7 separate regions of the Mus musculus genome follow, and all the other regions are linked to region 1. A link is a contact called in public HiChIP or PLAC-seq and promoter capture Hi-C data. All regions are on one chromosome and are shown on one strand. Each heading gives the region's core, a stretch centred on a gene start, on an enhancer-like site or on the middle of the called end of the contact. The rest is flanking DNA. Distances are from core to core; before and after follow the strand shown.

Evidence for each region. Promoter capture Hi-C pulls out the DNA fragments that hold promoters and counts their contacts. HiChIP or PLAC-seq counts read pairs in DNA pulled down with a chosen protein or histone mark.
Region 2: a promoter capture Hi-C map of second pharyngeal arch cranial neural crest shows a contact between it and region 1. The contact joins the promoter of Far2 here to the promoter of Klhl42 in region 1. A contact is called at or near these places in 13 of 39 promoter capture datasets (the 3T3-L1 cell line, 3T3-L1-derived adipocytes, cranial neural crest and 7 more), 4 of 115 datasets of contacts at active chromatin or transcription factors (T-cell acute lymphoblastic leukemia, embryonic forebrain, embryonic stem cells and 1 more) and 1 of 9 other capture datasets (embryonic stem cells).
Region 3: a contact with region 1 is called in an H3K27ac HiChIP or PLAC-seq map of embryonic fibroblasts, with 11 times the contacts expected there. The contact joins the enhancer-like site here to the promoter of Klhl42 in region 1. A contact is called at or near these places in 3 of 39 promoter capture datasets (cranial neural crest, maxillary cranial neural crest and second pharyngeal arch cranial neural crest) and 4 of 115 datasets of contacts at active chromatin or transcription factors (the NIH/3T3 cell line, astrocytes, embryonic fibroblasts and 1 more).
Region 4: a contact with region 1 is called in a promoter capture Hi-C map of liver, with 6 times the contacts expected there. The contact joins the enhancer-like site here to the promoter of Klhl42 in region 1. A contact is called at or near these places in 17 of 39 promoter capture datasets (the 3T3-L1 cell line, 3T3-L1-derived adipocytes, the HPC-7 cell line and 10 more), 6 of 484 Hi-C or Micro-C datasets (Sertoli cells, adipose-derived mesenchymal stem cells, beige adipocytes and 3 more), 16 of 115 datasets of contacts at active chromatin or transcription factors (the NIH/3T3 cell line, T-cell acute lymphoblastic leukemia, astrocytes and 11 more) and 1 of 9 other capture datasets (embryonic stem cells).
Region 5: a contact with region 1 is called in a promoter capture Hi-C map of the 3T3-L1 cell line, with 10 times the contacts expected there. The contact joins the enhancer-like site here to the promoter of Klhl42 in region 1. A contact is called at or near these places in 13 of 39 promoter capture datasets (the 3T3-L1 cell line, 3T3-L1-derived adipocytes, the HPC-7 cell line and 9 more), 1 of 15 datasets of contacts at CTCF or cohesin (the NIH/3T3 cell line), 2 of 484 Hi-C or Micro-C datasets (differentiating embryonic stem cells and embryonic fibroblasts), 15 of 115 datasets of contacts at active chromatin or transcription factors (the NIH/3T3 cell line, T-cell acute lymphoblastic leukemia, astrocytes and 10 more) and 1 of 9 other capture datasets (embryonic stem cells).
Region 6: a contact with region 1 is called in an H3K27ac HiChIP or PLAC-seq map of the NIH/3T3 cell line, with 7 times the contacts expected there. The contact joins the enhancer-like site here to the promoter of Klhl42 in region 1. A contact is called at or near these places in 7 of 39 promoter capture datasets (the 3T3-L1 cell line, 3T3-L1-derived adipocytes, cranial neural crest and 2 more), 3 of 115 datasets of contacts at active chromatin or transcription factors (the NIH/3T3 cell line, embryonic forebrain and forebrain) and 1 of 9 other capture datasets (embryonic stem cells).
Region 7: a FOXA1 HiChIP or PLAC-seq map of pancreatic cancer cells shows a contact between it and region 1. The contact joins the enhancer-like site here to the promoter of Klhl42 in region 1. A contact is called at or near these places in 5 of 39 promoter capture datasets (the 3T3-L1 cell line, 3T3-L1-derived adipocytes, cranial neural crest and 1 more), 6 of 115 datasets of contacts at active chromatin or transcription factors (astrocytes, embryonic forebrain, forebrain and 2 more) and 1 of 9 other capture datasets (embryonic stem cells).

What each region holds. Positions count from the first base shown.
Region 1 is chr6:147,089,530-147,092,495 of GRCm38.p6, forward strand. It overlaps Klhl42 (kelch-like 42), which reads left to right and starts at 1,546. Exons shown (of 3, transcript NM_001081237.1): 1 at 1,546-2,838. The coding sequence starts at 2,003.
Region 2 is chr6:148,045,881-148,048,846 of GRCm38.p6, forward strand. It overlaps Far2 (fatty acyl CoA reductase 2), which reads left to right and starts at 1,536. Exons shown (of 12, transcript NM_001347516.1): 1 at 1,536-1,632.
Region 3 is chr6:147,979,194-147,982,159 of GRCm38.p6, forward strand. No RefSeq gene overlaps it. Among named protein-coding and RNA genes, the nearest start is that of Far2, 67 kb to the right of the region's middle. Within about 2 kb of position 1,493, at least 16 of the 459 cell types and tissues checked have an H3K27ac peak or open chromatin away from gene starts, as enhancers often do. A contact at or near this core is called in embryonic fibroblasts, where this site is marked.
Region 4 is chr6:147,951,891-147,954,856 of GRCm38.p6, forward strand. No RefSeq gene overlaps it. Among named protein-coding and RNA genes, the nearest start is that of Far2, 94 kb to the right of the region's middle. Within about 2 kb of position 1,596, at least 40 of the 459 cell types and tissues checked have an H3K27ac peak or open chromatin away from gene starts, as enhancers often do. A contact at or near this core is called in 3T3-L1-derived adipocytes, beige adipocytes, hippocampal neurons and 2 more, where this site is marked.
Region 5 is chr6:147,809,427-147,812,392 of GRCm38.p6, forward strand. No RefSeq gene overlaps it. Among named protein-coding and RNA genes, the nearest start is that of Gm15762, 90 kb to the left of the region's middle. Within about 2 kb of position 1,470, at least 7 of the 459 cell types and tissues checked have an H3K27ac peak or open chromatin away from gene starts, as enhancers often do.
Region 6 is chr6:147,758,805-147,761,770 of GRCm38.p6, forward strand. No RefSeq gene overlaps it. Among named protein-coding and RNA genes, the nearest start is that of Gm15762, 40 kb to the left of the region's middle. Within about 2 kb of position 1,472, at least 44 of the 459 cell types and tissues checked have an H3K27ac peak or open chromatin away from gene starts, as enhancers often do. A contact at or near this core is called in the NIH/3T3 cell line, where this site is marked.
Region 7 is chr6:147,737,391-147,740,356 of GRCm38.p6, forward strand. No RefSeq gene overlaps it. Among named protein-coding and RNA genes, the nearest start is that of Gm15762, 18 kb to the left of the region's middle. Within about 2 kb of position 1,446, at least 7 of the 459 cell types and tissues checked have an H3K27ac peak or open chromatin away from gene starts, as enhancers often do. A contact at or near this core is called in pancreatic cancer cells, where this site is marked.

The sequences.
Region 1 (2,966 bases), core at 296-2,795:
AACACCCAGTCCCTTGTTCTCAGCACTTTGATGAGCTGTCTGCCCACTACAGACAGAGACTTCTTGGGCCAAGGCGGATGGAGAGCAGCACTGATCTGTGGCTATGAACGTAAGTATTCAGAAGGTAACTTGATAGCATATCCATTTAGCAAAGCAACAGCAGTGAGCCCCTTAGGGCTGTGACCCTGAGCACCAATTGTCAGTGTTTAATGATCAATGACAGCTTCATCCACTCAATGATGACATTAAACAACGTGTTCATGAAGCCTTGATACTACTATAGCTTAAATACTTTGTAACAAAGAAGTTTATATGTATTTGTCTTTATGCCCAGCTTTTTAGAACACTGTGTGGTTTACTGAAGTTATTGGATCTTTTAAGATGCCCCATCGTATGGCCAGGGGTTAAAATCTTGCAGGAGCGGTGCCCAGTATTGTCAGGTACCACTTCAGATTGCAGTCCAGCTGACCTCACTGTGGTAATGTGACCAGGGTTGAATTGCCTCTCTAATGAGAATCATTCTCAAAGGTTGGCTTTCTGGTTTGTTTTAAAAGGCAAGAGAATACCAGTTGGTCTGGAAACAAAAGCTTCCATTGGTAAAGATTCTAAAGAGCCAGAGACTAAGAGCCTGTTCTTCTGGTGACTCACTGAATCCTGCCTTGCTGATGGAGGCGCAGACAGATCCAGGTCCAGCCTTTTTTAAGTCAGCCCTCCCAGAAGCCCCCAGCCTGATGTCTAATGGTAGCTGTGGCATTTTGCCTTGCTGTAGAATCTACTAAATCCTTGGCCCCTCACCTGAAACCCTCCTCATACCCCAAACACTGAGAGTGACAGATGGGGAACGGAAGCCTGCCAGGAATGATTGCAGGCCTGTCAATCACGGGGCTGTGTTCCAAGTTTCTCAGAGTATCCAAGAAAGTAAGGCATAGCAAGCCTCAGGTCCATGTGTTGTGTCTCTTTCCCATGGGAAGGCCGGATCCTGCTAGAATGTTTTCTGTACTTCATAGTTCCTTACCTTTGTGTGTATTCTGCAGAATATAATGGCCGACAGCCCTCTCTCTGTGAAGCAGCCGACGGACACAGTAATGCTGGGGAATGCAAGGCAGGGCACCATGGGTACCAGGGCAGACACTATCGCTTCATTACAGCCTTTGGGATCCAGCCTTCTAACCAAGCGTCCCGCCAGGGAACATAGGAAAATGTTCTTTCCTAACAGCTATGATGGGATGGTGGTGGTGGGGTAGATAGGGATGAGAGCGGGCAAGTGCTACCCAGAGGGGACAGCTCTGACGCATCTTCATCTCCGCATCCCCATCTCCGCATCCTCTCCACCCACCTGCCCTTTTTGCTGCTCAGAGACTCTGCTGTCTTGGTGCTGGGGTTTGAACCATGCCACTGCCTGCCTTCCTATCTGTCTGTCTTGTCCATGGAGTTAATAACTCTTCTAATAAATTGCTTAGCCCTAGTAATCCGTTAGTCCACTCTGGAACCACCCCGCGGATCTAAAACCTCGCAGTACTGACTGGCCCAGGAAAACTCACACAGGGACTGTGGGGCTGCGGGAAACACCAGAAGATCAAGTACGGTGACTTGTGCGTAGGGGGCGAGCACCGCGAACCGACGCGTTTGTTTGTTTCCTAACAACACCGTGCTGGAGAAATGCACAGTGGTTAAGAGTGCACACTCCTGCTGCGGAGGACAGGAGCTCCGTTTCCGCGTAGGGCAGCTCACAACCGCCCTTACCTCAGGCTGCAGGGTGATCTGCCGCCTTTGGCTTCCTGGCACCTGCATTGTAGCGGAGGAACCCACATAGACACATGGATTAAAGATCAGAGAGGCCGTTTACTCGGAGGGCGTGTGACGCACCGGCGGGGCTGAGCCCGGGGCCCGCGGCCCGCGGCGGCGGAAGGAAGGAAGCGAGAGCGCAGGCCGGGCTCGGCGGAGGCTGTGCGCCCGGGGGAGGAGCCTGAGCGGCCGAGCGGCGGGGCGCAGCGGCCCAGCCATGTCGGCCGAGGAGATGGTGCAGATCCGCCTGGAAGACCGCTGCTACCCGGTGAGCAAGAGCAAGCTGATCGAACAGAGCGACTACTTCCGCGCGCTCTACCGCTCCGGCATGCGCGAGGCCGTGCGGCCCGAGGTGGGCCCGGAGGTGCAGCAGCTGCGCGGCCTGAGCGCTCCGGGCCTGCGGCTGGTGCTGGACTTCATCAACGCGGGCGGCGCGCGCGAGGGCTGGGGCCTGAGCGAGGACGAGCTGGCCGAGGCTAGTGTGCTGTCCGAGATGGTGGAGGCCGCGTCCTTTCTGCAGGTCACGGCGCTTCTGCGCTTGCTGCTGTCGCACGTGCGTCTGGGCAACTGCCTGGAGCTGTACCGCCTGGCGCAGGTGTACGGACTGCCCGACCTGCAGGACGCCTGCCTGCGCTTCATGGTGCTGCGCTTCCACCAGGTGCTGTGTCAGCCGCAATTCCCGCTACTGTTGTCGCCGCCGCAGGCCCCCGGGGACTGCAGCCTGAAGCAGAGGCTGAGGGAGGCCCGCATGCGCGGGACCCCGGTCCTGGTGGCCCTGGGGGACTTCCTCGGGGGACCCCTTGCCCCGCACCCGTATCAGGGGGAACCCCCGTCCATGCTTAGGTACGAGGAGACCACGGAGCGCTGGTTCCCCCTGGCCAACAACCTGCCCCCCGACCTGGTGAACGTCAGGGGCTACGGCTCAGCCATTTTGGACAACTACCTCTTCATCGTGGGTGGTTACAGGATCACCAGCCAGGAGATCTCTGCCGCACACTCCTACAATCCCATCACCAACGAGTGGCTGCAGGTGGCCTCCATGAACCAGAAGCGGTAAGTGCAAAGGGGGTGTCTGCACCCTTCATTCATTGCCCTGGTGTTTGCTGGCCAGAGGCGATGGCATCTTGCTTAGTGCTGCTGGCCTGTCGCCTCTGGCGGAGTTCCCAGGGAGCCCAGGGCTT
Region 2 (2,966 bases), core at 286-2,785, 960 kb after region 1:
TTATCAAAGGGTCTCAAAAAATAAAAAGGAAGTGTGTTGCTAAATTACTTTCCCAAAAGTTATAACCCTTGTGTTACCTATGTGACTAGGGGTTTTTGCATGTTTTATTTTGCAACATTCAGGGTTGAATCTGGGGCCTCATTGTGGTAGGCAAGAGTATCGTCCACCCCAGAACTACATTCTCAGCCCTATTTTTAATTTTTGAGTTGGGATCTTCATATTTTTAACCAAGCTGCTCTTGAACTTTCCAGGTAGCCCCCAGGGAGGCCTTGAACTTGCCACCCTCTTGGCCTAGCATACTGAAGAGCTGGGGTTGCAAGTGAAAGATTTCTATATCTTGTTACCATCATTTTCCTGGATCATTTCAAGTATACTCACAGAATTTGGGTCTGAGGACACATTCAGATATTTTCTCCAGTGGAGTGTGTGTGTGTGTAACTGCATGTTTGTCAAGTCCTGTTCTCTTCTCTTGCTTTTACATAGCCACCTATGTAAGACTATCTCTGGTTTACACTTCCCTTAACATACTTAATTAAACAGAGTCCAGAATCAGCAAATTCAAGAGAAGTGTGAGATTTTTTAATGGATGGAGTTCCTTGTTTCATTAATTTCAACTTTTCACGATTCAAAGTTGGTGTTTTTGTGTGCATATCACCTGTCATAATGAGATTCAGAATAATTTTGGGGCCATATTCCTTCCCACTTTCCTTAACTGACTATAAATTTGGAAGACTATCTTCCACATTGTGCAGAGAACTGAGGTGGGCGTTGGCCAGGTTTCCTCTCTGGTTGGGGGGAAATTTGCTCTCCCGCGGTCCATCATTCTATGACTTCCTGGCAGCTGGAGGGTTTCTGTCTAAAATTTACCAATAACTAAATATAAATAAAATAAAATTGTTAAAGCTACCAAGAGATGAAAGAAAGCGTTTCCTGGGGAAGTCCCAGAGATTTCCTCTGCCTGTTTCTCCCCTAGCATCCATGGTCTCTGCGCATCAGATAGCAAGAATCAGGTTTCTGCTCTCCACACCTCAAACCTCCCTGTTGCCTGCCCCCTCCCATCCCCCCAAAACACACACCTGCCACCCCTTGACTGTTTAAAAGCCCTTGAGCTGGCGCATCCCTGCCGAGCTCCTCTGCAGCTTCCATCCACCTGGCGTGTGGTGCGGAAGAGATGGATAAATGGGATCTGGAGTGCATTTTGCCAGTGCAATAGGAAGTGATCGCTCCTGCAATGAATCAAATCAGACTCTTTCTCTCTCTTCCCCTCCCTCCTTCCTTTGCTTTTCCAGACAGGGCGCCATCCCAGCTAACTTTCCCCTCACCCAACAATGCACACCAAGGGGGAACACACCCGAAGCCCAGGCGATGCCATCCTCGGGGCCTGTGCGTCCGAGGCCCCGGCACTCCTCCCGCCCTGGCAGAGGCCTCGGCTGGGCGCCCAGCAGCGACCAGGAAGGTCGGAGGGAGGGTGCGCTCCTCCCGCCCCACACCCAGTTTCTGAGCCGGATATATAGAGAGTCACGTTTGGGAGCCGGGAGAGCAGAGGCGCGGTTCAGAAAAGCTCGAGTGCCTCCTTCATCTCCGGGAGGACCGTGACCACCAGCCGGCAAGTCAACCGCACTGAAGCAGCAGGTACCACAAGGAAGAGAGCGGGGCGGGGAGGCCAGAAGGTTAGGCTAGGGGGACCTGAGGACTGTGGCTGTAAAGCAGGCAGGCACTAGGAGAAAAGCGGTGGCCCTGCCTCGCGTCCCTGGCCACTCACAGTCCTCCAGAGTCCTGTAGGCTCTAGGTATCTCTGAGTCTGCTAGGTGAGATGCACAGCCATTGGAAAACTGGGAAGGGCTGAGCAAGGTGAACATGGGAACCTCTCAGTAGTAACTGGGGACCAAGGTACAGGGGTATCTGGCTGGTCCCACCCAAGCCTTCCTAGTTCAGGAGCTACTCCTAGAGACAGCATATATTTCCAGGCCACATGTACAATGCTCCCTTTTCATGTCCTCCCTTACCCACTAGCTCACCTCAGGCTGTGAGTATCCAGACCCTTACTTAGAGATTCTTCAGGGTCATAAACCCCAGGGTGAAGTAGGCTTCAGTGACCAAATAGGTCTGTCCCTGATCAGAAGTTTCTGACTTCCTCCAGTGACTTGGGCATCATGAAGAGAACAAGAGGGGTAGGTGTCAGGGCCTCCAGCTAGGACAGGTGGCTTAAGGAAGGCTGTTCACACACCTCTGGGGGTGAGATTGCAGTCAGTATAATTTATGCCCATCCTAAGAATGCCTTGCCCCTGTCAGGCTCCTGACCCCAGTCTCCTTCCTGTCTCCTTTTGGGGTAAGATAATGAACACTTTTTGTTCCATACATTATTTACCTACTGTTGAGCTATCGTGATTATTATCTCTTTATCTGTAAGACTCTGGCTACCTTTTGAGTCATGCCGAGTGAATGCTCCATCGTTTGTGAGCAAGGAACCAAGTGAGCAGGAAACTCAATAGGGTTGTGTGCTTCTGCTTGTTTGTGGCCGTCTCCAGAGTTTGACATTGCAAATGGAAGTGTAAGACTCAGCCTGTAGCCCCACAGTTTGTCTCTCTGCTTCTCCATCTATGTGATCTGGAGAGTTGACTTGGGGTCATAGTTATTCTAAGTCATAAAATAGGGCAAAGAGATTAAATAAATTTTAAGGCGTCTTATAAACTGCACAGGTATTCATTTCAGCAAACTTCACATCTTGGACTTTGGCAGTGTCTAGAGATAACCAAGAGGTTTCTCCTGACCAAACTTCAAGGACAGTGATTTCGTTCATAGTGTTTCTAAAGACCTGTGTCTTACTCTTTATTTCCTTTATTCTAAGGGCATCTTCCACTCCTATCTCAAGGGATTCCCCCCCGCCCCCATCACTCCAAATGGTAATATTAGGCTACAATTGTCTGTCAGAGAGAAGCAGGTCACAGTGTGCTGGTCAGCATCAA
Region 3 (2,966 bases), core at 243-2,742, 890 kb after region 1:
AGTTCTGAAGTTTGAGTTGTTTGAGCCCAGAGCACATCCTAAAAGATTCCACCTCTGTATCAGGAGAGCCTTACAAGCAGGTTGGCTGTCTCCATGAGGGACTCTGATCTTGAGCAACACCTAGTAAGAGAGCCTTGAGAGAATGCCAGCATCCCTCCCCTCACCCCTCCTTGCTCCACTTAAACAATAAACCTCCGCTTAGAAAACTAGAAATGTAAGGTTCTATTCATCTGATTCCTACTCTCTAGCAGCTTCAAAATAACTATGAAATGAAACAAAGTGAAAGCTGAGACATTTCTCTTAACACCTGGAAACCCACTCATAAGATAGAAAATGAACCACCAAATACAAACTAAGAATAAGCCAACATGTAAATGAAATGCAAATGCATATCTATGATGTGGATGCAAAACACTAACCAAATCAGCACGTGAATTATTATATCTGAAGATACTGGGAGCCAGACAGCTTTATGCCTCATTTTCGGGATTCTTATAATCATCTGAAATATTTCCCAAGTTTCTACTTCAGAGCTGTCACAAACTTAGTAATTTCTGTGTTTTTTAGATTATTCAACATTATTAACATTTATCACACAATAAGACATTTCAAGAGGCATAGAATTACTCACTTCCAAGAACAGTGGTACACACCCTTAATCCCACCACTCAAGAGGCAGAGGCAGATAGGTCTTTGAGAGTTTGAGGCTAGCCCAGTCTATAGAGCAAGTTCCAGGACAGCCAGGAACTTAGTGTGGTCTTGCTTTAGAAAAAATAAAAATAATTAAACATACCAAAAGTGAATGGTTTGTTTTCTGTCCACTATGGGCTTGACCATCTTATTCAAGGCTACCCAAGAACACTGTGATGAGAGTGTTTTCAACATGAGTCTCACAGAAATATGAGCTTTGGTGGGTCTGGTGGGTCTCTCCTGGTTCACAGACCTCCATACTGAAATTTTAGGCTGCCAATAAAGTGCGGATGAAAGGCACACAAAGCCCCAGAAGGTTCAAACCAGGGACTTCTGAAGAACCCTGGCCCAGAGCATCCTTGTGGCACTGGATAGATGATAGTGTAAGGACAGGAAGATTTGCTGTTCTTGGGAAAGATGGGGAAATGGAACTGCTCTTTAGTGCAGACACATAAGTAATACATGCTTTCATGACATAGGAATGCAGCTAGCTGTGACTAATGTCTTGTGGTTCTTTCTACTATAATAAAATATAATAATGTCTATGGAGTTTGCCTACAAAATTATTTCAGGCTATTTCAGAAGCAAAGACTTGGACAATATACTGATACCTTGACAGAAGAGATCTCATTCTCTAGATCAGCAACCCGGTCTCCAGCAAGCAAGGAGTCAGGGTTCCACAGGTGTAATTAGACAGCTTCACAGATCTGAGTAGAACCTCAGCCGAAGCAAAGGCGTCACAGCTTCAAGACTTGTCCTATCTGTGGGATAGATTTTGGGATAAGATTCAGTGGAAAATGTTGTGACTGGAGGTTCTAATTGCTGGGGTGGCAGTGATTTCTGGAAGGCTTCTAGAACATCTCTCCCTTACTCTCTTTTTCCAGGTTTCTACTCCCAAGCTGTACACAGTCTCAGGAACACCTGAAGTGTCAGAGGGTGAAAATTAGGAGCCCCACACCTCTGAGGTTATGTCTGGCATCCCCTTAGTACAACAATATTTTTAGACTTTGGTTGAAAATTTCACAATGATTTCATTCCCAGTCTGGAGTTGTTTCTGCTTATGAGATCATGGGTTTCCTAGGTCTGTAAGTAAGAAAGTACTGGGTCAGAATCAATACAGAAAGAGACTGCATGTTCTTGACATAAAGTGTGGGGAACCTAAAACTTGAATTTTTCAGGATTAATGGACTGCTTGTAGGGAAGAAAACTGGGCTGTGGTGCCTCTCACCTGAAATAGAAGCATAATTCCAGATTAGGCTACATAGTGAGTCCCAGGCCAGCCTAGGCTGCAGAGAGAAATCTCAATTCAAAACTAAACAAACAAATGGAAATCACCATTTATATTCATTTTAACAATTCTATCTTGTTCTAGAGGCATTTATTCATAATGACTTTATCAGGGTGGCTTCTCTGTGTTAGTACCCAGTTGTAACCTCCTCCTCCATCATCATCATCATCAGCAGCAGCATCATCATCATTATCATCTTGCCTGGTGTTACCCACAGCCACTGAAAAACCTTTTTCTTTGGTCAGTAGTCTCTTTGCTGTCAACAGATCGATTTATCCATGTGTTATGGCTCTGTTTTGAGTTAATTTCCAGAGACAAGCAGCAAATAACTGTGAATATCCTTGCCTGGAGCAAATGACTTATCAGGAAAAAAATATGACATATGTTTAACATTATGTAGAAGCAGCACAGTTTTATTAAGTCGTCCACTCTCTGAGCAAAGGATGAAGAACCTGGCTCAGCTGGTGGGTATCACTGGATGGAACGGTTGCTACAACAGAGGGGCAAACACCAGCAATCACAAGTAACGGAGGTAAGCCACTGAGGTCACACAATCGAAAACATCACTGACGAAAATCGCTGGACACCAGACTTTCCTGTGTGTTAAATGCTCAGAATTCTTGTTTCCTATCTATTCTAGTGAATATTATTTTTCTTCATTTTTTTTCTTTTCAGTCAGGTTTCTAGAATGTAATCACAACTCAGATACTTGTCAAATCTGAGCTCTCCTTTGAAAAAACAGACAGTTGCTGGTATTGGGATTGGAAGATTTTCAGGTCGTTCAGTGTATGACTTTCTATCATTCAATTGCTCTAGAAGTCAGTTTTGTTACAAATAGAATTTAAAACTCAACAAATGTAAAAAAAAAAATGTGAGCACCTATAACGTTGAAGCTCCATGATAGATACTGTGGAGATGGTCATTCTCTAAGATAAAAGACGTGATGGCTTACTGAAGATATGACTCAACATTTGGTTTTTCAAGCCGC
Region 4 (2,966 bases), core at 346-2,845, 860 kb after region 1:
TGCCCAGCCTAACCTAGTTGGTGAGATTCAATGAGAAACTCTGTTTCAAAAACAAAGATCACAAAAACAAGGAATGACACCCAAAGTTGTCACATACATCAGTGTATGTGCATATATATGTGTATGTTTGTGCATGTGTGTATACACATGTGTATGTGTGTACATGTGTATGTGTGTGAATGTGTGTGCACATGAGTATGTGTGTGCATGTATATGTGTATATATGTGTATACATGTGCATGTGTGTACATGTGTATCTGTGTGAATGTGTGTGCACATGAGTATGTGTGTGTGCATGTATATGTGTGTATGTGTATATATGTGCATGTGTGTGCACATATGTATGTGTGTTCCTGTGTATATGTGTGAATGTGTGTGCACATGTGTATGTGTGTATATGTGCATGTATGTGTATACATGTGTGTGTGTGCGTGTGTGTGTGTGTGTGTGTGTGTGTGTGTGTGTGTGTGTTTGGAGAGTGAGAGGAGAAGGGTAGAGGAGGTTATCCTCAGTGTTGTGTCAATCTGCTTTTCTGTTTACAAGCATAAACACGGGGAACTGGACTGAGGCAGTTGAGAGTCAGCCTTGAGAACTCCCAAGTTTCTTGCTCTACCCTGCACTCCTCCAGTGTTAAAGGCCAAGGGACTCTCTCTTCTGTGTTTAGGACCCAATGGTTGTATGCCTATGTAACAGGGGCAGCTTCCTGGTCCCATGTCTCATCCTCTCCCACCTGTGCCTCAGTACCACATTGTGGTCAGCACACAAAGTGTTTCCCTTTCCCTTAGTATTTAGGCATTTCTGCTCACTGCAGCATCAGCAAGCATCATCATGCCAGACTTTGGAAGCAGTGGCAGCAAGCATCATCATGCCAGGCCTTGGGAGAGATCAACACCATGGTTCACACCAATTCTCATGCCTAAGGCTTTAGAACTGAGCACTCTACAAACAACTCTAGAGCCACGGTGTTCTGCGTTCTCCTTTAGGTGGGTATGTGTATGACTCAACATATGCTCCTTTCTCACATACACACAGAAGCCTGGCCTGTGGGAGGCCTCAGAGTTCGGGAAGCCTCTGCCTGGGAGACATCCTGGCACTGGGGTATTCTGGAGTTACAAAAGATGCACGGCTTTCTGTTGGCTTTCTTCCCTATGTGCGGCCCTGGTGACTGCCCAGGGAGAGGAAAGCCCCTCACTCCCCCAGGACTTGAGGCACCTTCCTGTTCCTTGGCTGCATTTACAAAATCTCCCTGAATAATCAAGCGGCTCTCATGATTTCAGCTTCCCTGGGGAAGGCTCTGGCAGTCCCTGGCAGTGCAGTGCACAAGGTTTGGGGTCTGGGTGGGGGTGGGGGTGGGGTTGGGGACAGAGTGGAGAACTGGAGCTCAGGAGCACAGTTTTGAGCCAAGCTGATTTCTATTACCTTGGGTATGTGAAAGCAGGAAGAAATGTCACATTATCCGCCCCCCCCCAGCTTTGCGTGCCTTGCCTGGCATGGAGTCTGCCAGTTTAGACCACCTATAATGCAGACCTGCAGACCTGGAAGAAAACACTCTCTGTGATAAACACACCCAGGCATCTGTGAGGCAAGAATGCCCTCTAACGGAAGTGTGAAGAATGTCGGTGATTTACCTTCTTTCTATTTAACTGGCAACAATTCTGCCCCATTTTACATCTTGGGTTCAAAGCTCATGTTTACATTCAAATACATCTATCAGGAGGACCTGGTAAGCTGCCAAAAGATTCTTCTGTGGCTCTGTCTCCCATGAATCCTAGTTCCTGCTTATAATTTTTATCCTTACTTATGATTGAGAAATGAAGGGTTTCTGGGCTTAATTTCACTCAGGTTTTGAGATGAGGTAGCCACAGTGTTTTTAGCCCCATCGTCCTCTGAGAAGTGCCCATGCTTTTTCCTAAAGTCATGTGTTAACCATTTAGCCAATTCTACTTGGCTCAGAGCACCCTGAAGTCCTCTTATGATGATGCAATGTCGCAAAGTCCAAGTTGATCTGTGTGGGTCGGCATAGGAGAGCTCCGTTCAGACTTGCTGACTGCACTTACTGAGAAAAACCCACATAGGCATATTCCAGAAGCAGTGCCGATTAACTCAAATTGAACCCCAGATCAGGCTAAGCTTGTTGGGCATTACATGCCTCTCTCCTCTGTGAGTGAACTAAGCCATTAATACTTAGACAGTAGAGACAGCTGCTTGGATTCTGGGCCATGTCTGAAGGGCCTTTTCACCCTGTCACTTGGCCGAGACGGTGGCTCAGACAAGAAATGGATTCAGCTAGCTTCCCATGCCATCCAAGCAGAACCAGGTCATGTGTAAGAACGGCAAACCATGGGCTTCCAAGAGCTATGGAAATTGGTGGAGCTTGCTGTCACTAGAAGCAAGACTTATAGACCAGCATTTCTTCTCATTTCTTTGTTAGACTGGAAATGACTACCTGGCCTGTAGGTGTGTGACTTATAACCGGACCCCTGAGCCTGAACCTGAACCAGGAGGGACACCCACTCAACTCAAGAGTAGAGTTGTCTACTCTACTCTTGAGGTTTGTCTCTCACTTTTGTGGTTCATAACATTAAATCACTGTGAGGCTGGGAAATGACTCAGCATAAACATGAAGACTGAGCTAGATTCTCAGCACATGTTAAAAAAGGAAAAAGAAAAAAGAGAGAGAAGAGGAAGGGAAGGAAGGAAGGAAGGAAGGAAGGAAGGAAGGAAGGAAGGAAGGAAGGAAGGAAGGAAGGAAGAAAAGGAGGAAGGGAAGGAGGGAGGGAGGGAGAGAGAGCAGTCCAAGTTCAGTGGAGCACACCTGTTCTCTCTTTCTCCTGCAGGGGAGACAGAGGCAGGAAAACCCCTGGAACTGGCTCAGAGTCTCTTTGTGCTTAGAAACAAAATTCTGACATCTCCTCTGTGGGGCTCGCCATGGCAATCACTCTGTATTTTAAACTTTGAATGCCTCA
Region 5 (2,966 bases), core at 220-2,719, 720 kb after region 1:
TCCAGCATTTCTAGTACCTATTAACATTTACAAAGGTCTTTCTAGTGAGAGACAAGTCTCTGGGGAATTGTCCATGGGGAGCTAGCTCATGCCATTTCACACTTAGCATAAAGCAGACCTAACGTCTAAGTTCTGCTGTTGAAACTCCCCTTGTTATCAGAATTCTTCCTCTCCTCTCTCCTCTTTCTCTTTCCCCTCTCTCCCTCCCTTTCCCTGCTCTTCCCTTTCTCCCTCTCCCTCTCCTTTTCCCTTCCTGCCCCTTTCTTTGCCTCTTGATGACTTTAGTTTGTTATAAAAGAATAAAGGAAGTCAGGGATAACCCTTAATCCACATTGTGATTAGCCTGCCAGCAAAATTAGCTCAGGTACCCACTGGCTCAGAATAGGGTCCTTTACTCAAGATGACAACTATCATTAGCCCCAGACAAAAGAAGCACCAGACAGTCCACTTGAGACATGTTTCCAGTGATACTAACTGTTCAATTCCCTGCCTCTTTTATCCTGTGAACAAGGAAGACACTGTCTTCATCTGGAAGCTATCTCAGTCTGAAATCAGCCAGTTCACCTTAGTAATAGATTTTCTCGCAGAGCAATTTCTTACTCACTGGATGGAGGATTAGACCTAAAAATCCTATCATCTTTGAACTGACACAGCACCACACAGAGCAACCTTAAATATGACTCTCTGCTGGTATTCATCTCCCTAACCCAGGTGTCTATGTAGCAGGACTTGTATCAGGTTCTGACAGCCAAAGGTGAATTTATCCCCGAGAACCTTATATTTCATAGAGAAAGATTATAGCTCAGTGAGAATGATGTAGATAGACAGACAGATGAGGAATAGACATCTGGATGATAGACAAGTGAGATATAATAGATCTACCAGTAAAAAATAATTGTAACTCAGTGAAACTAGGATAGATAGATAGATAGATAGATAGATAGATAGATAGTAGATAGACAGACGTATGATTGACAGGTGATGATTGATAGATGCTAGATAGATAATAGACAGATTATGGATAGATTATAGGTAGGTAGAAGATAAATAGGTGATAGATGGACTGATAGATAGATGATAGGTAGATAGTTGATAAGTAGGTGACAGATTGATAGTAGATAGATGATAGATAAATAGATAGATAGATAGATAGATAGATAGATAGATAGATAGATAGATAGATAGATAGATAGATAGATGTACGTTCTTAGATGAAAGGTATGACATGTTGGCTGGAGGAAGATTTGTTCCAGGTTCATGTCCTGGGCTGGCTGGTGAGGGAAAGTCATACCTGCTCTAGGCTTTGAGGATTGGGGAAGAAGGAAGGTTCTGTAAGAAGGAAGAGAGTGTGAGAGAAGCAGATTGGGTGTGGCAATGCAATGGAGGGGGGCCCTTCTGTGGCCTTTTACCTGGAGACAAACTGAAAGCAGTGTGGCAGGTCTTGAATCTTCCACCAGAATGGGAAGCACCTCTCTGTTCCAGCAGCTCAGCAGCTACCCCTACTGGCAAGGCAAAGGCAAAGTTGCTCTCTGGGGTGTTGAATGGAGTTTCTGTCTGCTTTTATCTGGAGCTAAGCGTGCATCTCCTGGATTGCCAGGTCTATTCCAGCCTTGTCCTGCCTTTCCCCTAGCTAGTTAATGGGAAAAGTACATGATATACCACTGCTCACCTTTCTTACTGCTGTGACCAAATACACAACAAGAAGCAACTTAAAAGAAGAGGGTTTTTTTTTTGTGATCATGGTTTAATGATAGAGCCCATCATGATAGGGAAGGCATGGCTTTTGGAGCATGAATTAGCTACTCACGTGGTATCTAGGAAAGAGTGGTGAAGGCTACAGCTCATTCAGCTTTCTAATTTTTCTCATTTTTATTCAGTGCAAGATTCCAACCTCAGGGATGGTGCCATCTACACTCAGAACAGGTCTTCCTCCTCAATGAAACCCCCATGGAAAGACCCTACACACACTAAAACATGTGCCTCCTAGGTAATCCCAAATCCATTCAGGCTGACAATAAAGATCCACCTTCCCAGTGTCCAATGGCGTGTTTGTGGTCTAGTGTGGTACTTGGAAAACTAGGGATTTATGGTTGAAACTGTCTTTGTCAATATAGAGAGCTATGTTTGGAACCTCTGTGGAAATGGCTAAGGCTGCTCAACAATTCTGGGTTCTTCTCAGTTGATCCCATATGCTTTATCAACTTGTAAGCTACTGTGGAACAGAGACACCTCACACAGAATGTACTCAACTCTAATTAATCTTCATTATCTGTAGTTTTCATTCTAGAAAAATTACTGTGTGGCAGGACCTTCTTTCCCCATTTCAATGACTGATTCATTCATTTTTGTGACTGCTTTTATTTACTTATACACCATATATCTTATGTTTGTTTGTTTGTTTTATTAGAGGAATTCTTGCTTTGCAGCTTTATTGACAACCTTGTAGCTGAGGCTGGCCTCAAATCTGCAGCAATCCTCATGCCTCTGGCTCCTAGGTACCAGGATGCTATGAGCCACCCCACCTAGATTATTGAGCCTTTGACACCAGTTATGTGCTGAATATTTCCACAAACACATTACCAAGAGGGGGAGGTTTTATTTTCAGAACTGCAGATGTGTATAAGAATTCTCATGTTTCCCCCAACATCCTATCGACTCAGTTTTTCAGTATTTTCCGGAGGAAAGTTCTGTTTCATTCCTCCACAGAAGTTTTGTCTTACTGGGTGATAAAATGCCTGACTGTCCAAGTTTAAGGTGACGGCAGCAAGCTAATATAGGAAATGTTTCACCTTGGAGATTCAGTGGAAAATGCATGTGGTGAGGAAAAGGAACCTGGGTAGCATGGGTTTGGCCTTTCTGACAAATCCAAGGTTTGATATCAATCACGATTCTCCAGCACCCACGTGGTGGCTCAAAATCATCTGTAACTTTTCTTCTGATTTCCAAGGGCCAAAAGACTCCAGGAA
Region 6 (2,966 bases), core at 222-2,721, 670 kb after region 1:
ACCCACAGGTCAGAGAGAGACCACAGCACCTTCACTTTGGACTTACAGCATGATGTGTTCTTCTTGGAGCCACACACCCAGAGGTATTGTGATGTAGACAGAGTTAGCATACACCTCAGGGATCCCTTTAACAGAGATCCCTTCAACCTTTGATCCCCAGTGTGCAAGTCCACCTTCATGTTCCCTCCATTCAACTCACCCTGTCTGGATTTGCCCTCTCTTCCATGAGACCAGATCATCTGTTCACACATGATGCAGGACTGGGTTGCCTACTCAAAATAGCAGCTCAGTGTCTTCTTGCTTGACAGAGCATCTTGCAAAAGCTATCTTCATAATAGCTTTTATGTAGGTCTTCATAAACCAGACCTACAGCTCAACTCCTCTTCCATGTACTGCTGTAACCTAGCCCAAACTAGGCATCAATCATCCCCAACTACCTGTTTCTCCGTCTTCCAGGCCCTTAAGGAGAAGTGAGGAAGCAGCTCATTTGTCTCCTACCCCCACCTCCGCACCCTCCCCACCTGCATTGTCTGGCCCAAACAGAATGTAACACATTTTAACAGATGCAAAGACACTCAATGTAGTATAGCTTATTACACCTGGAAGAGAAATTTGCATATTACATCCGACATTCCAGAGAGTAGGATTCATTTAAGACATGAATCTTCCCACAAGGAACTTAAAGCTTATTTAGGGAGGTCAGACATACACTTGAAAACTGTGGTGAAACGTATTTCTGGATCTCACAGGTACTCATTGCCCAGTTTCTAAAAACTGGCCGTACAAATTTTCCACTAGCTTGGAAGGAATATCCACCCACTGCACCGAATCTACTTGCATGTTTACGGTTATGGGAGGTGCAGGTACAGCCTGGGAGAAGGTCTTGTTCCCAGGAGATAAGCTGCGTTTATGATTGAAAGGAAGGGAGTGAGCACACTGGTCTTCCTGGCACCAGAAGCGAGCCGGTGAGAAACAAGGATATTTTTATTAATGTTCAAGCCACTTTGGATGAATGGTCATAACTGATGATGACAATTATTATTTATTAAAGCTTATAGTCCATAAAAGTAAATGGCTTTCCCTCCTTAGTGTGTGGCTGAGTAGGGTGGTTATGGCCTTTGATGGAGAAGGTCTCTGACTTGGTTTGGGGTTTCTGACCTCTGAAATGATTTCAGTGTTACATTGCTGTGCTATGTAGGGACCTAGAAGAATCCAGAGATGACTGAGGTTGAGATGCCAGGGGACAGCCCATTAGAAAGTGTAGCAAGGGGCTGCTGCACACAGAAGTATCAGGAAAAGCCCCTATGATCCAGGTCCTGGAGGACACACACACACACACACACACACACACACACACATATATATGAAAAGAAAAAAAAAACCAAATGAGTCACTTAAGACCCCACTTTGCAAGGCTGACTTTCCTAATTGTCACAACTGACTTTCTTATCAAGTTACTAGGTGACTCAGCTCTGAGAACTCTCCTTCCTGCCCTGCCCAGATCCCTCCCACTGGAGGGGACTTGGTCACAGCAAGAGAATGGGGCAGTGAGAGGAGATGATGTGCCCCTTCCTGTGATTGCTCTAGTATTTTTCTGGGCTGTGTTTGCCTTGGCAGTTTTCATAACAGCAGAAGAGAGCTGGGGTACATCTCTCTCAAAGGCCGTCCTTGAGTGCAAAGGACACACGGTTTCAGTTGGCTGAGCCTGGGAAGTTGGTATTAAACAAGACCACAATTGGGCAGAAAGAGTGAAACACTCTTTGGATATAAAACTTAACAGAGTACTTACTGTCTGTAATAAAGATAAAAGATATATTCTATGTTCCTAGTACAATGTTTAAGCTAGTATAAAAACCCACAAGGCAGAACATTTAATAATTTCAATTGAGGAGAGATAGTACTGTTTGTCTCATAAGAGCTTCCCAGTGAACTGGGAACAAGTATGCTCTACACAGATGTATCTTGCTTTCAGTTGTAGAGTTTCATGATATCTTGCGTGGTTCAAATACAGAGCAGCGTTTCCCTGTGTGTGTGCCAGGGACACATTTTCCTATAGCCCTCAGACTTTCCTGACCACAATGGCATTGAAGCTTAGCAATCTGTTTACCTTTAGAAGAGGGCTGTGAGTGGAGAGATTTCCTACCAAAGAGGGCTAGGCAGGCCTTGACACACATGGATAACATGCCATCAATTGTCCCCTGGAGGGCATCAAACATGACCCTGGGGAGTGCATAGCATGGGAGGTTCAGATGGGTTTAGATGCTGAGCAAAAGGTGGATTTGGAATGACAACCTCAGAGCCTTTGATCAATGACACAGGCTCCTGGACAAGCACTGTACTTCATCATTAAAGATACTTTCTATGAAATCAAAGAAAATCAAACCTGTCATCACTTAAAACCTCACATTATAAAGTTTCTGTGTATATATGTGGCATGTATGTGTAGTTATGTGTTACATTTGTGTGTCATGTGAATATGGTATTCGTATTATATGTGATTTATATATGTATTAATAGGTATGGGTTTGTGTGCTGTAGGTGTGTGTTGCTTGTGTGTTATATGTATGTGTTGTGTGTATATGTGTGTGTTGTGTGTGTTGTGTCATATTTATGTGCTGCATGTGTATATGTGTTTATATACATATGTATGTGTATATATTGTGCAGATGTGTGTGATGCCTATTTGCCTAAGGGGGGATTCCAATCATCTTCTTCCACCATCTCTCCTGACTTGAACCAAAGCCTCAATGGAGTAGAAGTTCATCCTTTTGGCCAGCTTGGATGTCAGAAAGCCTCCAGAATTTGCTTGTCCACACTCCCAGAGGCATATACAGCCATTTCTACATTTTTATGTGGATTTTAACTCAGAGCCTTATGCTTGCACAGGAAGCACTCCTACCCACTGAGTCATCCCCCTAGCCCTGAAGTCTTGGTTGTTATTGACAATTTTTCCAAATGCCAAGTGG
Region 7 (2,966 bases), core at 196-2,695, 650 kb after region 1:
CATTGCCTGAAGAAATGTGCTGAAGTTTTAAGGGGTCTCATACATGGAAAAGATGGTAGAGTAGTGTTATATCTGCCCAGTCTAGGCTCACAGCATGTATTCATATTAATTGAGTTGTGTTTTCATTGCCAGGGTATATCTGGGTTGGAGAGATTTAACACAACAAGGTGTCTTATTATATTGCTCTCTACCTTATTCCTCATGTACCCTGGCAGCCAGTCAGCATCAGAGTCTCTGTCTCCACCTCCAGCTTTGGGATTACAGGGATCTTTGTCTACACTGGCTTTTTACATGAGTGTTGGAGATCTGAACTCAAGTTCTCACACTTGTATAATATAGATACTATATATAATTAATATTAGACATCAACATATTGTGTGTATATGAACATTAGAAATGTCAGTTGTAGTAGCTCAGGTTGGCCTCAGATTCCTTATGTAGCCAAGGATGCCCTTTTACTTCTCATCCTCCTGCCTTCACCTCATGAGTGCTTGGATTCCAGGTGTGCTCCACTATGCCTGGCTCATCCCAGCTTAGAGTCTGAACCAGTACTTGATGCCAGGCAAATGCCATTTGAGCTTAAAGGTTGATATTGTTACCATCACTTGCTTCATTGGTAATATTGTTTCCTAACAAAATTGTTTCTATTTATTTGCCATTGGGGGTGATGAGTTAGAGCCCTCTGCTGACTGAAATACATCTTCATCCGTCCACATAATTTTCTCAAACAAGAATTCAGTTTCCCCAATTGTTGCCTTTGCGTTGCTGTCAGGAAAGCAGTGGCTGTTTACTCTTTTGACATAACTTACAAAGTAGAAATACTAAAGTTATGTCACTGGTTATACTTTGGAGTTTAAAGTATATACATTTTAATCTTACATGTTTTTTAATTTCTAAGTTTTGTTTCAAGGAAACATAATTGACCCCTAGGGAGGTGGGCTCAGGATCAGAGTCCTTGCGTTCTTGGTGTGCTAACCTCAATCATGGTACAATTGGATAAGTCTCTACATGTTTAAAATGATGTCAGAAATCTCATAGAGTTGCTATTTGGATGAAATAACATGAGAAAGACCTAGAAAAAAAATCCAGGATCAGTGTGTTCTGTAGATATAAGCACTAAATGTTCTGTAAATAAAATAGTTATTTTTACCAATCATGGTGACACCTATTATTCACGCTTAACTCACAACTCATGGTTCTGTTTGGTTTCCACGATGACCTCCACTTCTTTTATACAGAAAATTTTCTATACGGAGTGTTGGTTTTGTATGTAGCATTATCAGGATGCATATTTTAAATTCACAAAGCACACTTGGACATTGGTGTGCTTTGGTTCACAAACATATTCCATCCTTATGGAAACAAAACAAGACACTGGACTGAGCTGTGTACTCTTGGTTTGTTAAGTTATCACAGTGGTGGCTTTTCATGCTGATAAGAATGTGGGCAAGATGCCAGGATGCACTGTGGCAGAGAAACCAGAGAGGTATTAGCCAGCATTCATGCAAGCCATGGTAGAAAGCTCTCTGCTTCATTTGAGGCCCATCACTGTGAACTCCAGCACTTCTAAATTATCTAAATTATTGATTATGAGTAGAGTTCTTTGAAGACAGAACCCACATTTTAGTTGTCTACCCCAATGACACATCTCTTGTGAAGTCCTTCAGATGTGGCAGGCTGGGAAGATGACACTAACGGAGGTTCAGAAGGTCCTTGAAAGCAGAGTCCAGTGGCCAGCACTGACTGGCAGGCCTGGGATGTTGCCAGAAGTTCAAAGGTCACCGAGGCTAGGCTATGCACAGAACCTCAAGCCCTCTCGATAATGTGGACAATGCAGAGACTAGTAAATACATGTGAGCACAGCAGTGCAATCCTAGAAAACGGTCCCAAAATTCCAATTTTTGTATCATCTCACTGGGTGGTTGCTTTGGCTATCAAGACTCACAGCCTGGCACTGATTCACTAGAATTAAACATCATGGGGGGGGGGGGAGGTTCATTATGATATAAAGGCCTGTCCTGGCCCAGGCTCCTAGGTGACCTCATTGAGATTTTTATTCAAAGCAGCAACTAATGTGCATGCTAGTTTCATATCAGATTGACAGAGGGTAGAGTCATTTGAGGGGAGGGAACCTCAAATGAGACAGTACCTTCGTAAGATCAAGCTAGAGGCAAGACTGTAGGACATTTTCTTAATTAGTGATTGATGGGGGAGGGCCTACCCCATTGTGGATGGTGCCACCCCTGGGCTGGTGGTCCCGGGTTCTATGAGAAGGCAGGATGAGTTATCCATGAAGAGCAAGCCAGTAAGCAGCACTCCTCCATGGTCTCTGCATTGGCTCCTGCCATTCGCTTCTGCATGGCTGAGTTCTTGCCTTGGCTTTCCTTAATGGACTGTGACTCAGGGTATGAAAGGCAAATAAACCTTTTCCTCTCCAAGTTGTTTTTGGTCATAGTGTTTCATCACAACAATAGTGACTCTAAGACAAATAATCATAGAACAACGTTCAAAAGAGAATAAGAGACCCTGGAACAATGAGTGTTTGATGATATTAAAGATGGTGCTTTACTGCACTGGTCAGATAGGATAGTACCATATGGCTGTCATATAAAGGAGCTCTTACGTTCCCAAGACATACTAAAATCATCAATGCATGAAAAATGATATGATATATAAAATCTGCCTCAATATAATCTTTATACACAGCAAAATGGATCCAGGTCTGAAATGCGATGCGAAAAGAGTTCCGTGCAGAGCCGTCAGAGTTGATTTGCTAATCCTATCTGTGTCTGTTCCCACTGCCATGGCAATGTTACCATAACTCTCTGCTTCAAACAACACACCCGTTTATTATCTCACATTTTCTGCATGTTATGAAAACAGATACTGCTGAGATGCGTTCCCAACTTTGGGTCTCACATGGCTCTAATCGAATGTCAGCAGAGGCTGTGCACTTACCGGCTCAG